Linked DNA regions of Mus musculus: region 2 is linked to region 1. Evidence: chromatin contacts called from public Hi-C data. All regions are on one chromosome and are shown on one strand. Each heading gives the region's core, a stretch centred on a gene start, on an enhancer-like site or on the middle of the called end of the contact. The rest is flanking DNA. Distances are from core to core; before and after follow the strand shown. Region 1 has its middle 16 kb from the start of Gm24869. Region 2 overlaps Sgip1 (SH3-domain GRB2-like (endophilin) interacting protein 1).

Region 1 (6,500 bases), core at 2,554-5,053:
ATTTTAGGAAACTGATTCAAGCATGTTTTCTCCCAGCTCGGGACTGCTTGTTCTGTCTATGCCTGTTAAACTACCAATATGGGGCTACACTTACTGGCTACATGGGTGAATTCTTGTCCTGTGTCATGTGATCTTGAACTAGCATTCGAGGACTCTCTCAGATCTCTTCTCTTTTGAGAGTTCCACTCAGGGTCAGTTTCAAGAAGGCAGATTCCTCTTTTTCTTCCTCTCTGAGGAATCCCCTAAGGTGAATCTCTGGGATTCCTGATCAGAAAGGACTTTTCCAGACACCTCCACACTCACATTCCCAAAATGGCCTCTGATCTTCCGGGTGAAGGACAGACCTAGGACCATTGACATTCAAGTCAAGAGCTATGTGTTCCCCTCTCCTGCTGGGTTTCCCCACCCCTTTCTCTCTGGGCTTATTCTGTCCTAACTCAGTTTACCTTTCATCAAGCCATTGTTTGGTGCTATGTTTTAGGACATATTCTCTATGTCACTCAATATGTCTGTCAGAGATGGGCATCTAGGAAGCAGCTCGTCTGAAGGAAAACTATCTCAGAGGCACATAAATTCATTTTCTTTTTTTTAAATATTTTTTATTATTACGTATTTTCCTCAATTACATTTAGAATGCTATCCCAAAAGTCCCCCATACCCCTCTCACTTCCCTACCCACCCATTTCCATTTTTTGTCCCTGGTATTCCCCTGTACTGGGGCATATAAAGTTTGCATGTCCAATGGGCCTCTCTTTCCAGTGATGGCCGACTAGGCCATCTTTTGATACATATGCAGCTAGAGTTAAGAGCTCCGGGGTACTGGTTAGTTCATAATGTTGTTGCACCTACAGGGTTGCAGATCTCTTTAGCTCCTTGGATATTTTCTCTAGCTCCTCCATTGGGGGCCCTGTGCTCCATCCAATAGCTGACTGTGAGCATCTACTTATGTGTTTGCTAGGCCCTGGCCTAGTCTCACAAGAGACAGCTATTGCATACACTAGCAAGATTTTGCTGAAAGGACCCTGATAAATTCATTTTCTAATATGAGTGTTTGAGTGCTAAGAAGAAATCTCACTGAGGAAAGACATCGTGGGATACTGCTTAGTTGGATAAGAAACTAAACGTAGGCTGTCCAGAGAAACTCCCTTCAGGCATCAGCGTCCACACTCATTTGCTTACCAGTGTAATAAATACATTTTATTTAGTGTTTCTATGTCTCTCAAGACCTGGTTGCTGTTGCTGTTGTTTGCTTATTTCTTTTGAGGCAGGATCTAACTACATAGCCCAGGCTGTCCTAGAAGTCACAACCTTCTGGCTTCAGCCTCTCAAGTGCTGGGATTATAGTCATCTGCTTCCATTTCCAGCATCAAAATTATCTTGTTTGGTTAATGGGTTATGTAGATTTCTGCTTTTCTTGTCAGGCTATGGAAGAATAACGGTAATCATGGGAAATGATAAATTATGATTAGAGAAGGAGGTAATGACTGATAATTAGTGTCACTTGTAATGATTGGAATGTAACAGAACTTACAGTAAAATTATTAGTGTCCTTTAATACATTAAAGCTTTAATCTATGTAACAGACACAAATTTGGTATAATAAATGGAAGAAATAAGTCCTTACTAAAATAGATGCTATATCTATGTGTTGAGCCTAGCACTACTCTGCCAATAAAAAGAGTGCCTTAAATTTGAACTTGAGGTTTCTGTTCTTTCCTTTCTTCCCTTCATCCCTCCCTCATTCCCTTATCCTCTCTCCTTCCCTCCCACCTCCCCTCTGTGTGTAAGTGCGTGTGAGTGTGTGTGTAGGTGGTGATGGAGTAAGTGTGTGTGCGTGCTTGTGTGAGTGGTGGTAGAGTCGACATTAGATGTTTTCCTTTGTTACTTCCTGCCTTAGGTTTTGAGGCAGAATCTTTTACTGAACTCCAAACACCCTAGCTCTGTGCTAGGGTTATAGAGATGCCCAATGAAATGCAGCTTTTATGTGAGCACTGGGATCTGAACTTAGATCTTCACGCTTGTTCAGTGAGCACTTTACTGACTACAACATCTCCCCAGTCTGAGATTTCAATTCTTAGGCAATATATTTTTAACACTCCATGTATGTTACTATTAACAATGGCTTCACTTTAGCTTGATATCAACAGTGTGTGTGTGTATGTGTATATATATATATATATATATATATATATATATATATATATATATATATATGTTTATACATTCTAACAGATGTACAGTGGCAGAGAAGTCATATATATAATATGCATATATATATACACATATATATCATACATTTTCATTTAAAATGTAATTACTTAGGTTGTGAGAATCAAGCATGTTTATTGTGGTGCTCATATTCACTTACTGCTAAAAAAAAAGATTATGGACCCATTTGCATGTAGAAAGACTCTTCAATGATTTTCTACTGAAAGTACATGCATATAAATGTATATATGTTCTTTGTACATACACACACACGGGAGGGGGAGCTGGATTAGTGAATTATTAAGTGGATTTTTATTTTCAAGTTGATTAACTATTGCTAACTAGTTCTCAGAATAGGCTCTATCCATTACTCTCCACGAGAGGGACACACCCTTCCCAGCATTGGTTAGTACTAGATTTTTTAACATTTACCTCAGTAAGGGTTGGTTTTAATTTGCTTTGAGCATCTCTTTATCCTCCTGCTCGACAAACTGCTATGCATATATAGTTTGCCCTTTTAGGCAATATAGTTATTTTGTTTTCCTTACTCAACTGTAATAGCCATTGGTGAATTTCAGTTATGTTTACTCTGAATAATTTTCCTGGTGTAAATGTGTCTTTTCCCTAATTTCTTATTGTCTTTTGTAAACATACATGTTTAATTTTACTGTAGTTGAGTTATTCCCAGCCTTTCCTTTGTGCTGATTGAGAAAAAGATTTACTTACTTCATGTCTATGAGTACGCTGTTGCTGTCTTCAGACACACCAGAAGAGGGCATCAAATCCCATTACAGATGGTTTTATGAGCTACCATGTGGTTGCTGGGAACTGAACTCAGGACTTCTGGAAGAGCACCCAGTGCTCTTAATGGCTGAGCCATCTCTCCACCCACTATGGATGTCTTTTGAGTCTGGTTTAATGGCACTTTCCTGTCCAAGATAGTGTCCTATATTCTAGATTGCAAATGTGATTTCTCCTAGAATTCAGACTTTGTTCTATTTGGTAGAAATTTATTTTTAATTAAAAAATTCTAATTATTTTTTGAGAATGCCATATATGTTTACAATGTGTTTTGATGAAATTCACCTTCAGTCCCTCCCCTCTAACTTCTCCCCTGAAACCACATCTTCCTCTTATGTTCGTGTCCTTCCTCTTATGTTCATGTATGTCCTTTTTAACCACTGAGTTCAATTGGTGCTATGAGGACATGTTGTGGGAATGAGATCATTTACTCTATCTTGGGCAACTACCACAGCTGCATTTCAGAAGAAAACCAATACTCCCTCTATTGGCAACCACCAACTACCAAGAACTCCTCAGCTAGGATGGAGCTTTGTGGGTCTCTCCACCATCCACATTTGTATTTTTATTGGCTTGATCTAATGTAGGTAGTGTGCACAGCCACAGCCAGTTGAGTTCTTGTGTGCAAGGTGACTATCATGTCCAGAAAACACTGCTTTGCAACAGTTCTGAGCAATCTCTGGCTCTTACAATCTTCTAGCTCCATCTTTTTCCATGATCCCTGAGCCCTGAATGGAGGAGGTGTGATACCCATGCCCCATTTACACTGAGCCCTCCACAGTTTTCTTATTCTCTGCAGTTTAACCAGTATGGAGCTCTGTATTAAGCGCCATCTACTGGCAGTGACATTTTATGTTTGTACAAGGTAAGAATCAAATTTCAATTTTCCCAAGCAAATCACATTGTCCCAACACTTGTACCATGTCTTTTGCTGTCTGTCATCTTTCAATATCACTAAAATACAGTCTATGTCTTTGTCCTTTCTATTTGATTCCACTAGTCTATGTCTCTGCTATGATTTAGAGAAATGTCTTCAAAGGTCCTTGTACTAACATCTTGGCTTCCAGGGTGCTACTACTTGGAGGTAGTGGATCCTCAGAGGTGGGTCCTAAGGAGAGGTCCTGAGGTTGCTGGGTTAGATCCTGCTTTCTGGTTGTAACATCAGCTGCTGTGATTGGTCACATGACCCACCATTGACATCCAATGCCCCCAGCAGAAGCCCCAACTCATGGAATCAGTCAGTCCTAAACTAGACTCTCAAAACTTGTGAATCATATAGGCATTTTCTCTTGTTGGTTAATTATTTTGAGTATTTTTGAACAGTGATACAAAGCTGAAATAATACTATCTCTTCACAGACTACCCTGCATTAGTCAACATAACTTAAAATAACATGCTAACACCCTTCTTAGAATTATTTTGAAACTTGCGTATTCATGATCCCTTGCTCCTCAATATTAAGTTATAACAAGTAATACATATTTAGTGGCTCAAGCAACAGAAATTTATATTCATACAGCTCCGGAGTCCAAGATTAAGGGTTTGGTTCCCCTTTGAGGTTCGTGAGAAAAATGTTTGCTTCAGATACTCTTGACTTAAAAATGGCATGTTCTACTCAGAGTGTCTTCATGTTATCTTTTCTTTATCCTTGTCTATTTTCAGATTTTCCTTTTTTATGAAGGTACTTTGACAGTAGAGTAGTGGCACCGAAATGGGGCATCATGATTACCAGATGAAAGAATCAAGTTGGCATAAAGACTAAAATTCCTCTCTACCCCTACAACAGCAATGAACAGCAAATACAAGACGAGGTCATGAGAAAGTAGTTCTATGTAAACATAGGATGGTAAACTCAGGTGGTCTGAGCTCTTGAGCTCCTATGGTCCCTGCTCAGCAGCTCGTTTCTACTCTTGAGACTACCACTCCCCTTCCATAATACAGGACCACTGTCTCTATCAACATCCATAGGTTCCTGGTCCAGCTCATTGTTCCAGGATACAGAATCCTGGGGATTTTTGCAGAGGTGCTTCAGACTCGGATCCATACTTACTAAAATCACTAGTCATGTTGGGTTGGGGCCTGTACCAATGACCTCATTGCAACTGTGTCACCCCTCCATTGATCCTTTCCCCTAAAACACTAGCATTCTGGGGTTGCTACATGTTAGAATTTAATACAGTATTTTAAGGAGAACACTAAATAGCCGATTATAATCTGTGCTGGATAGTTTCATGTCAACTTGACACAAGCTCAAGTCTCCATAAGATCAGGTTATAGGTAAGGCTCTAGGGTGTTTTCTTAATTATTGATTGATGGAGAGTTCAGCCTATTGAGAGTGGTACCATATTTAGACTTGTGGTCCTGGGTTCTATAAGAAATCAGGCTAAGCAATCAATAATGAGCAAGCCTGTAAGCAGCATCCCTCCATGGCCTCTGTATCACTTCTTTCCTCTAGGTTCCTGCCCTGTTTGAGGTCCTGTCTTGGCTTCCTTTGGTGATGAACAGTGATTTGGAACCATAAGTCAAACAAATTCTTTCCCCTCACAAGTTGTTTAGCTATGGTGTTTCATCACAGCAATGATGACCCTAACTAAGACACAGCCCATTAAGTTATATGAAGACCTTCGGTGGGATTTTATTATTCATTTTATTTGAGGTGAGGAGATGGAGGGAATCTATCTTAAAATCGGTGAACATTTACTTAGGTCTTTAAAGCCTTTCAACAAACATCCATATTTTTCACATAAAAATCTTGCATATATTTTGATATATTTATTTTTAGCGTTTTTTCACTTTAAGTGCCTATATACAAAGAACACTTTTAAAATATATGCAAATATATTTCCTGTTTATGCATGGTTTTGTGTGTGTGTGCACTGTATGCCTATATCTATGTATTTTCCCCATCTCAGAGTAAGTAACTCACCCTGTGCAGCTATAAAAATCTCAGTGTAATTTTAGGTATCTGAGCTAACACCTCAGCTGCTTCCCCATCTCCTTCTGAAGTTTGCATTTAAAATTCCTCTGCTGCTTTCTAAACCCAATGCGTAAATTTATTGGTTCAATTTGTGAGGTGGACTTTTCCATTCACAAGCAATCGTAAATCTTGAAATAAACAATTTTTCTATATAAAAATGATCTCTGGGTAAATTAAAGCAGCAGGCCAATACTGATGGCCCAGGATCTCACTCAGCTCAGCTCTCTAAGCCGTGCTTGCAGCACCTTAAGCAATGCTTCAGCAAGACTCCACATTCAGCAAGATCTCTCTCTTCTGTGAGACCTGTGCAGCTGCTCACAAAGGATTCCTGCCAAGAATCTGTGAGTGGCAGGGTACTGATTTGACAGTGAATGATGGTTTCTGTGAACAGTGAACATGCAATGTATTTCAGGCATCGTTTTAAGTATTTTACACATTTTATCTCCTTTAGGTGCCCACCAACAGTCTTATGAACCTGAAGACATAAATGTCCAAAAAGACACAAGGAACGTAA
Region 2 (6,454 bases), core at 2,332-4,831, 140 kb before region 1:
GGTGCCTGTGGAAACCAGATGGCGTTATTGAACCTCCTAGAACTGGAGTTACAGATGGTCGTGGATCTCCAGGTGGGTGTTTTTCAGACCCTTAACTGCTGAGCCACCTCTCCAGCCCTGGTTAGCTAGGATGGTGCCATTTACATTAAAGTCATTACAGAGCAATCTCTAGAAATTCCTTTCATGCTGTTGGCTATTTTTCTGGTTTGTCAGAGTATTAGGTGTTCTTTTCTTTCTCCCCGGTTAGGATGAGCGGCTACTGTGTGGTCACAGTAGGTCCCCTCTTCCCTCTATTTCTATCGTCGTCATCGTCGTCGTCCTCCTCCTCATCATCATCATCATTCCTTTCTGTGCTCCTGTGGTTGGGATGATTTTTTTCTAACCCTTTGTATCACAGTCTTGTGAGCGTTTCCTTCAGTGCTGGTGTGGTTGCCATGAATTGCTTTAACGGAGCTTGTTTGGAAATGTCCTAAGTTCTCCATCAGTTTTAAAAGGCTGCTCTGTTAAATATAGCAGACTCTTTGGCAGTTACTTCCTGTTGGGGCTTGAAGCATATTCCATGCATCCCTGGATTTTAGACGACGAGAGATCTGGCATTAGTTTGTTGTGTTTGCCTTTGTGGACTAGTGAGTGATCAAGGGGGAAAGGCCCCTTGTGGGTGGTGCCATCCCTGGGCTGGTAGTCTTGGGTTCTATAAGAGAGCGAGCTGAGCAAGCCAGAAATAACATCCCTCCATGGCCTCTGCATCAGCTCTGGCTTCCTGACCTGCTTGAGTTCCAGTCCTGACTTCCTTTGGTGATGAACAGCAGTGTGCAAAGTGTAAGCTGAATAAACCCTTTGCTCCCCAACTTGCTTCTTGGTCATGATGCAGGAATAGAAACCCTGACTAAGACAGTATTCTACATTCCTATTGTTCATATGCCCACTTCTCTAGTGAAATTTTCTGCTATAACCTCATGGACTAGATTGTCTATGCCTTTCTAAAAACCTCCTGTAGTCTCTTGAACGTGGGCCAGAGTTCTAGGAAGACTTGCTCATATTCATTCATTTACTTTCCTCCGCATATGACTGATCTTCTCCAGACGTGGAAAGCTTTCTTCCACTCATCCTTGTTTGTTGATGACTCTTATTTCCAACGTTTCCTTTTTGTTTTCTTTTTTCTTCCAAATCTGACTTCCTCTGTGTTTCTGAAGATCTCTTCCATACCACTCACCATCATTACCTCGACTAACTTTCTCACGTAGGTTCTAAGCTCACTTTCTTCTTTTACTTATCTACTGGATGAGGCCTCTGTGTTTAACAGCAAGAGTCTGAAGTCTTCTGGCATTCTCGCTACAAGATGGCGCTTCTGTCTTTGAGTTCTGAGCTTGCAAAAGTACTAGAGTGGCTTGATTTCCCATGTGGTTTCTGTTTTCTTGATTTTTCTTTTTTGTACATTTATTGGGATCTTTATGAACTCCAGGTTTTAATTTGTCCTTTCTTTTCACTTTTTTGTTTAATGTAATTTATGGGAGTCTTCTGGTCAAATGGTTTCTGCTTGGATTTCTCCCTCATTACAATTTTTTGGGTGAAGCAAACTATATATTCAAACATGGCGATTTATGGCAATCTTGGTATACATACAGAATAAAAACAAAACAAACAAAACCAACCAACCAACCAAAAACTTATGTTCCCAGTAAGGTTCGGAGACAGGGACACCAGGGTACTTTAAGAAAAAAAAATGCAGTTTACAGTGTTTTAGAGCTGCTAGAGTTAATAGTTAGGTAAAAGGAGCTGGTGGTGACGATGCACGTCTTTAATGCCAGCACTTGGGAGGCAGAGGCAGGTGGATCTCTGTGAGTTTGAGGCCAGCCTGGTCTACAGAGTGAGTTCCAAGACAACCAAGGCTACACAGAAAGACCCTGTCTTGAAAAACAAGCAACCCTCTCCCCCCACCAAAAAAAAAAAAAAGAGAAAGAGGAGGAAGAGGAAAAAGAGAAGAAGAGAAGGAGGAGGAAGAGAGAAAAGAGAGGAGGAGGAGGAGGGAAGATCTTCAGGGAGCGATGTGAGCTATGGGAGAGCCCCAGTATGTGAGTTAGAAGTGTGAGGACTAATAGAGAAAATACAAAGGAAGAGACTCAGGAAAAGAGATGGAAAAGCCTGTTCAGGCAAGATTCAGACCAAAAGGAACTATATAAGAGAGATGAAAAGGTGTGAATTAAAATAACAAAGAAAATTAAAATGAAATGGGAAGTATACCACTAGCTTGTACTTTTCTTAGGTGGGATAACATGGCTGCCCCCATTCCTTTGTTAGTTTTTTTCTTGTAGCTGTCCCTACAGATGGGGAGTGAGGTCCTGTTCTCAGTGATCCAGACAAGTTGGACTTAGATGTCCCCCCTTGTGAGTGAGTGAGCGTCTGTGCTGGGGACAGCTTTCTGTTAGAATGTCCTAATGGGGGACGATGGGGGCTGCAAGCCATCTAATCCCATCTCTTCCCGGTGTGCTTGGAAAGCCTGCTTTCCATTCAGGCATTAGTGTTGAGGGGGCGCTGGCAGGCTTGTGTTTACCTCTGTGGCTGGACATTCTTTTCCTTTGTGATTCCTGGCCCCTTCCCTGATGAGTGACCCACAAAGTCTGAAAATGCATTCACGGGCTGGGCAGGACCGGGCCTGGGTCAGCACAGTTCTTGTGTTCCCATGCTGCTGTTCATCTATGGTCTTCCACACATTCTCCGGGACAGCCACATGCCGTGCTTGCAGAAGACTGCAGCTTTAGGCTCCCGCTGGTGACTCAAAGCAGCTCTCTGTGTGTGGGTGCTAGCTGATGGCTGCTTCAGGCTGCTTCCAGTCGGAGGATTCTGTGGATCTCGTTGGCTTTTGCTTCTTTCTATATACTGCCTTTCTTTCCTTTTGTGCACACTCTCCAGCTGCCCTACCATCCCCTCTGTGAGTTTCTGACGTTTCTCTATTCTTTCTCTTTCAGAATTAGACAGACGGGTTCTTCACCAGGACACACAGAGGCAGCTTTTAATTCGCCATTTTCTACACAATGCCAAATTTATACTGCATTCCATAAGAGAACCAATCAAGCCTTAGACCTGTATTTCATTTTAATAAGTTTTCTTCTTTTCTTAATGAGATACTTTATATTGGATAAATTCTATTTTAAACCTCGTTATTCATCATCTTTGTGTGGCCTCTAATTTTAAATGTTGGTTTCCTGGAACGGTTGCCATTTCTCTTTAATGGTCTGTCTGGGTTACAGATCTTTCCCGTCTTTTCTAGAGCAGGGTTCTGTTCTCAGCCTTGCTTACATCAAGGCCTTCTGCAACTTGCTAACCCCGGCTGGCACTGATGTCTCATCTCTAGAAGTGAGGTATTGTTACTGACCTTATTGAATTATGTGAAAATGAAGGATAACAGGGCAGTCACATATTCTGCCACTTAGCAAGGCTCTCCCTCCCTTCCTCTCTCTATCAGCCTCTCTAATGATGATCAAATCAGGAAGCTCTGGTTTTTGCCCCACTCTCTCTGAGGAGGTTCAATCAGTTGAAGTTGATGCTGGCTGCTACCCTAGCGTTGCCTAGCAACCCTAAGCAGGTTGCAACAATTCTGAAAAAGGCCCGGCACCAACAAGGTCTCACTGATTGCAGGCTAATATAAGGATTATCTAAAGCTGGAGGGACAGCACACTGCCCGAGCGTTCTATGAACCCTTTTGTGTGGATGGTTCCTTCTCCAAGTATGATCCATGATTCAATTTGAGAACAGGGGTTCATGAAAACAAAAGCTTTCCCAAGACAGCCTGTCCTTTAGCCATCGCTGTTGGGGGGAGCCAGGTTATTAATTTGCTCTCCTGTAAGTAATTCTGTACTCAAGAGAAGTTAAGTAAAGACACTTGAGACTCTATAAAGTAATGCCTCATTAGAAGACCTCAGAGAGACGGGACATCTGAGGCAAAGGTGTGAGGAATAACTTACTTTAATAGACTTGGCAATGGGAAAGAAAGGCTTTGGCCACATACAAATTAGCTGAGCTTGCCCTGGGGCTCATTTAGCCCCCCTCCTACTCTCTCTTTTTCTCTCCCACTCTCTTTTCTTCTCCCTCTCCCTTTCCATCTCTTTGCCACCCTCCCCCCCGCCCCCAGGTGTGGCCGACTGCTCAGTGTGTGGCCTTCTAGGGGACCTGGACGTCACCTCATAGAAAGCTCATTGTCCCAGGTAAGGAAACTGAGGCCAAGTAACGAACTGCATGATTTCCAAGTTCTGAAGACTCTCCTGACTGAACTGGGGCAAGAACACAGACAGGTATCCAAGGGAGAGTAAGGGATGTTATTTTATTTTGATGGTTAATATTTAGAAAATGGCAAACTTATCAAGAAGCATTATAAAGTATTAGATGCTCAGGAAAAAAAATATTCCTAACTTAATCATTTAGAAATTGCTTCAGGACCACAGTAAACGTAATTTCCAAGAAATATTTACCAAAAGAGGAAGCGTCAACTGTAACAACTGAGTTAACATCTAGCATCTACACAGAAAGGTAAGCTCCCTTCTCAGTGCCTCACATCTCTGGTTTACATTTCAGGGGTCCAAGGTGACCCACTGCCAAGGATGGATGGCCCTCAGCTTATGATTTAAGGCCCTTCCTGTTTTACCACATCCACTTTCCATCCTGGCCTCCCGAGACCACATTTACCAACGGCTCGCGGGCGTGTGACACTGTCTGGCCCTGTCCTGATGCCCGATACCTTTCCCACCTCTCTGCCTTTGCTTTTTTCATTCCATTTGTGTGAAAGAAAGCCCCTCACCTTTTAGAAAGCTAGACTCAATGTCCTCCTGCCAGGAAGCATCAGGCCAAATGTGGCCTTTCTTACCTTCAACTTTCTCTGAAATTCCATGGGAATTGCTCACGAGGAACTCATCACTGCCAGTTTATACCAGTCAGGAGAGTCGTCAGAGCTGATGCTTATTAAATATGAAGGAGCCCACTAGGCACTTTACCCGGTGCCTTTAGATGCAGGAAATACTTTTTAATTTGTGTAATACTTTATTGACTCAATTTTATATTCTTGCATGGAAGGACACAAGAAAATGCTAACTGTCCTATGATAAGATTTATATTTAATTAAAGTGAAAATTAAAGGCTTGAAGATGGAACTAATGAATTGTGTTCACCTCTTCACACATAGCTGTGATTTTTCTAGATTGTTCTTTTTCATGTACGCTGGGTGAAGGATTCTGCTGGATTCCATTCTGATGGAACCGAATGGAATCTCAGAGCGGCAGGCCTTCGCAGACCTGCAGTTCACCTTACAGCCAGCTGTAGCTGCTTGCTGCTGCTCTCCTCTCACTGAGCTAGACCGAGAGTCCATGCTCCCGGCCAGGGATGATGTTACTAAAATTTTGTGTCAGGGCCAGCTTCAAAATGAACACTCAATATGGTTAAATAAGAACCAAGTGAACGTGTTATGCTACTAGCACTCTCCAGGGTCTACTCTCCCGGGGGACACAGAGAGTCCAATTTCTTGGGCAGGATCACTTAGCTACATCAAAGCAAGCCTATATTTGTTTTGGCATTGGTTTCTTTCTGGCAGTGAAATGAACTGAGCTTCCTGTCCATACGGTTCTGCCTGCCCAGTCTTAGGATCTCAAATAAGAGCTTTGGGGTGTCATCTAGGGGTTGTGTTAGGGTGAATCTGCCTACATAGGTATTATGTTATTCTCTTGGGATCTCATACAGATAGCTCTGGAAGTGTAACTGGGTGTTTTTTTAGTTTTTCTTTTTTTACTTCTACAAATGAAATAATCACATTTTCTGCCCCTCTGCTTGGAAGTAACAGACTAGATATGAGACAGTGAAAATACATGATAAAAAATTTTGAATCTGTGATGAATAATGTCTACCTTTTAAAGGCACAAATCTAAGTATCTATGACGAACAGTGGCAGTTGACCCAGAAATGGGGAAAGCCCAGAAAACCAAACAAATGAGCATCCGCTCTCAGAAGAGCCTTTGGGGCAGGCCCTCTTTAAACCAACATCAGTGACTTAGACTGAAGCCAGTGGGGCAAACTCTAAGGTACATACGTAGAGTCAGTGTCTTTTTCTTTCTTCCGTATTCCAAAGGCCTTCCTTGTACGTTTTTTCAGTCCTGTGGTTAAAAAAACAAAACAAAACAAAACAGCAAATGGTCAGAAAACAACCAGCAGAGCAAGTGAATGTATCAGGGAAGGTTCAGCCAGACCTGGTACAGTGGACACTGCTCTAGCGCCCCAGAGGCTGGGGCATTTCTAATCCAGGGCCCCTTCTTTGCTACAGACTGAGTTTAAGATCAGTTTGGGCAACTTTGCGATTTCTTGTCTCAAAGATTTAAAAAAAAAAAAAAGTAAAGAAAAAATAAGGCCTAGGGGTATTAAGGACATGGCTCAGTGGTTGGGCACCTGCCTGGCACAGACCAGGCCCTAGGGGTTC

Evidence for each region. A called contact is a pair of places that touch in the nucleus more often than the background predicts.
Region 2: a Hi-C map of rod photoreceptor shows a contact between it and region 1, with 2.5 times the contacts expected there. The contact joins two enhancer-like sites. A contact is called at or near these places in 1 of 15 datasets of contacts at CTCF or cohesin (pro-B cells) and 15 of 484 Hi-C or Micro-C datasets (the C10 cell line, the N1E-115 cell line, brain and 8 more).

The regions. Positions count from the first base shown.
Region 1 is chr4:102,717,069-102,723,568 of GRCm38.p6, reverse strand. No RefSeq gene overlaps it. Among named protein-coding and RNA genes, the nearest start is that of Gm24869, 16 kb to the left of the region's middle. Within about 2 kb of position 3,803, at least 33 of the 459 cell types and tissues checked have an H3K27ac peak or open chromatin away from gene starts, as enhancers often do. A contact at or near this core is called in rod photoreceptor, where this site is marked.
Region 2 is chr4:102,852,563-102,859,016 of GRCm38.p6, reverse strand. Sgip1 (SH3-domain GRB2-like (endophilin) interacting protein 1) reads right to left here. Exons shown (of 26, transcript NM_001285852.1): 2 at 6,071-6,134. Among named protein-coding and RNA genes, the nearest start is that of Sgip1, 96 kb to the right of the region's middle. Within about 2 kb of position 3,581, at least 58 of the 459 cell types and tissues checked have an H3K27ac peak or open chromatin away from gene starts, as enhancers often do. A contact at or near this core is called in rod photoreceptor, where this site is marked.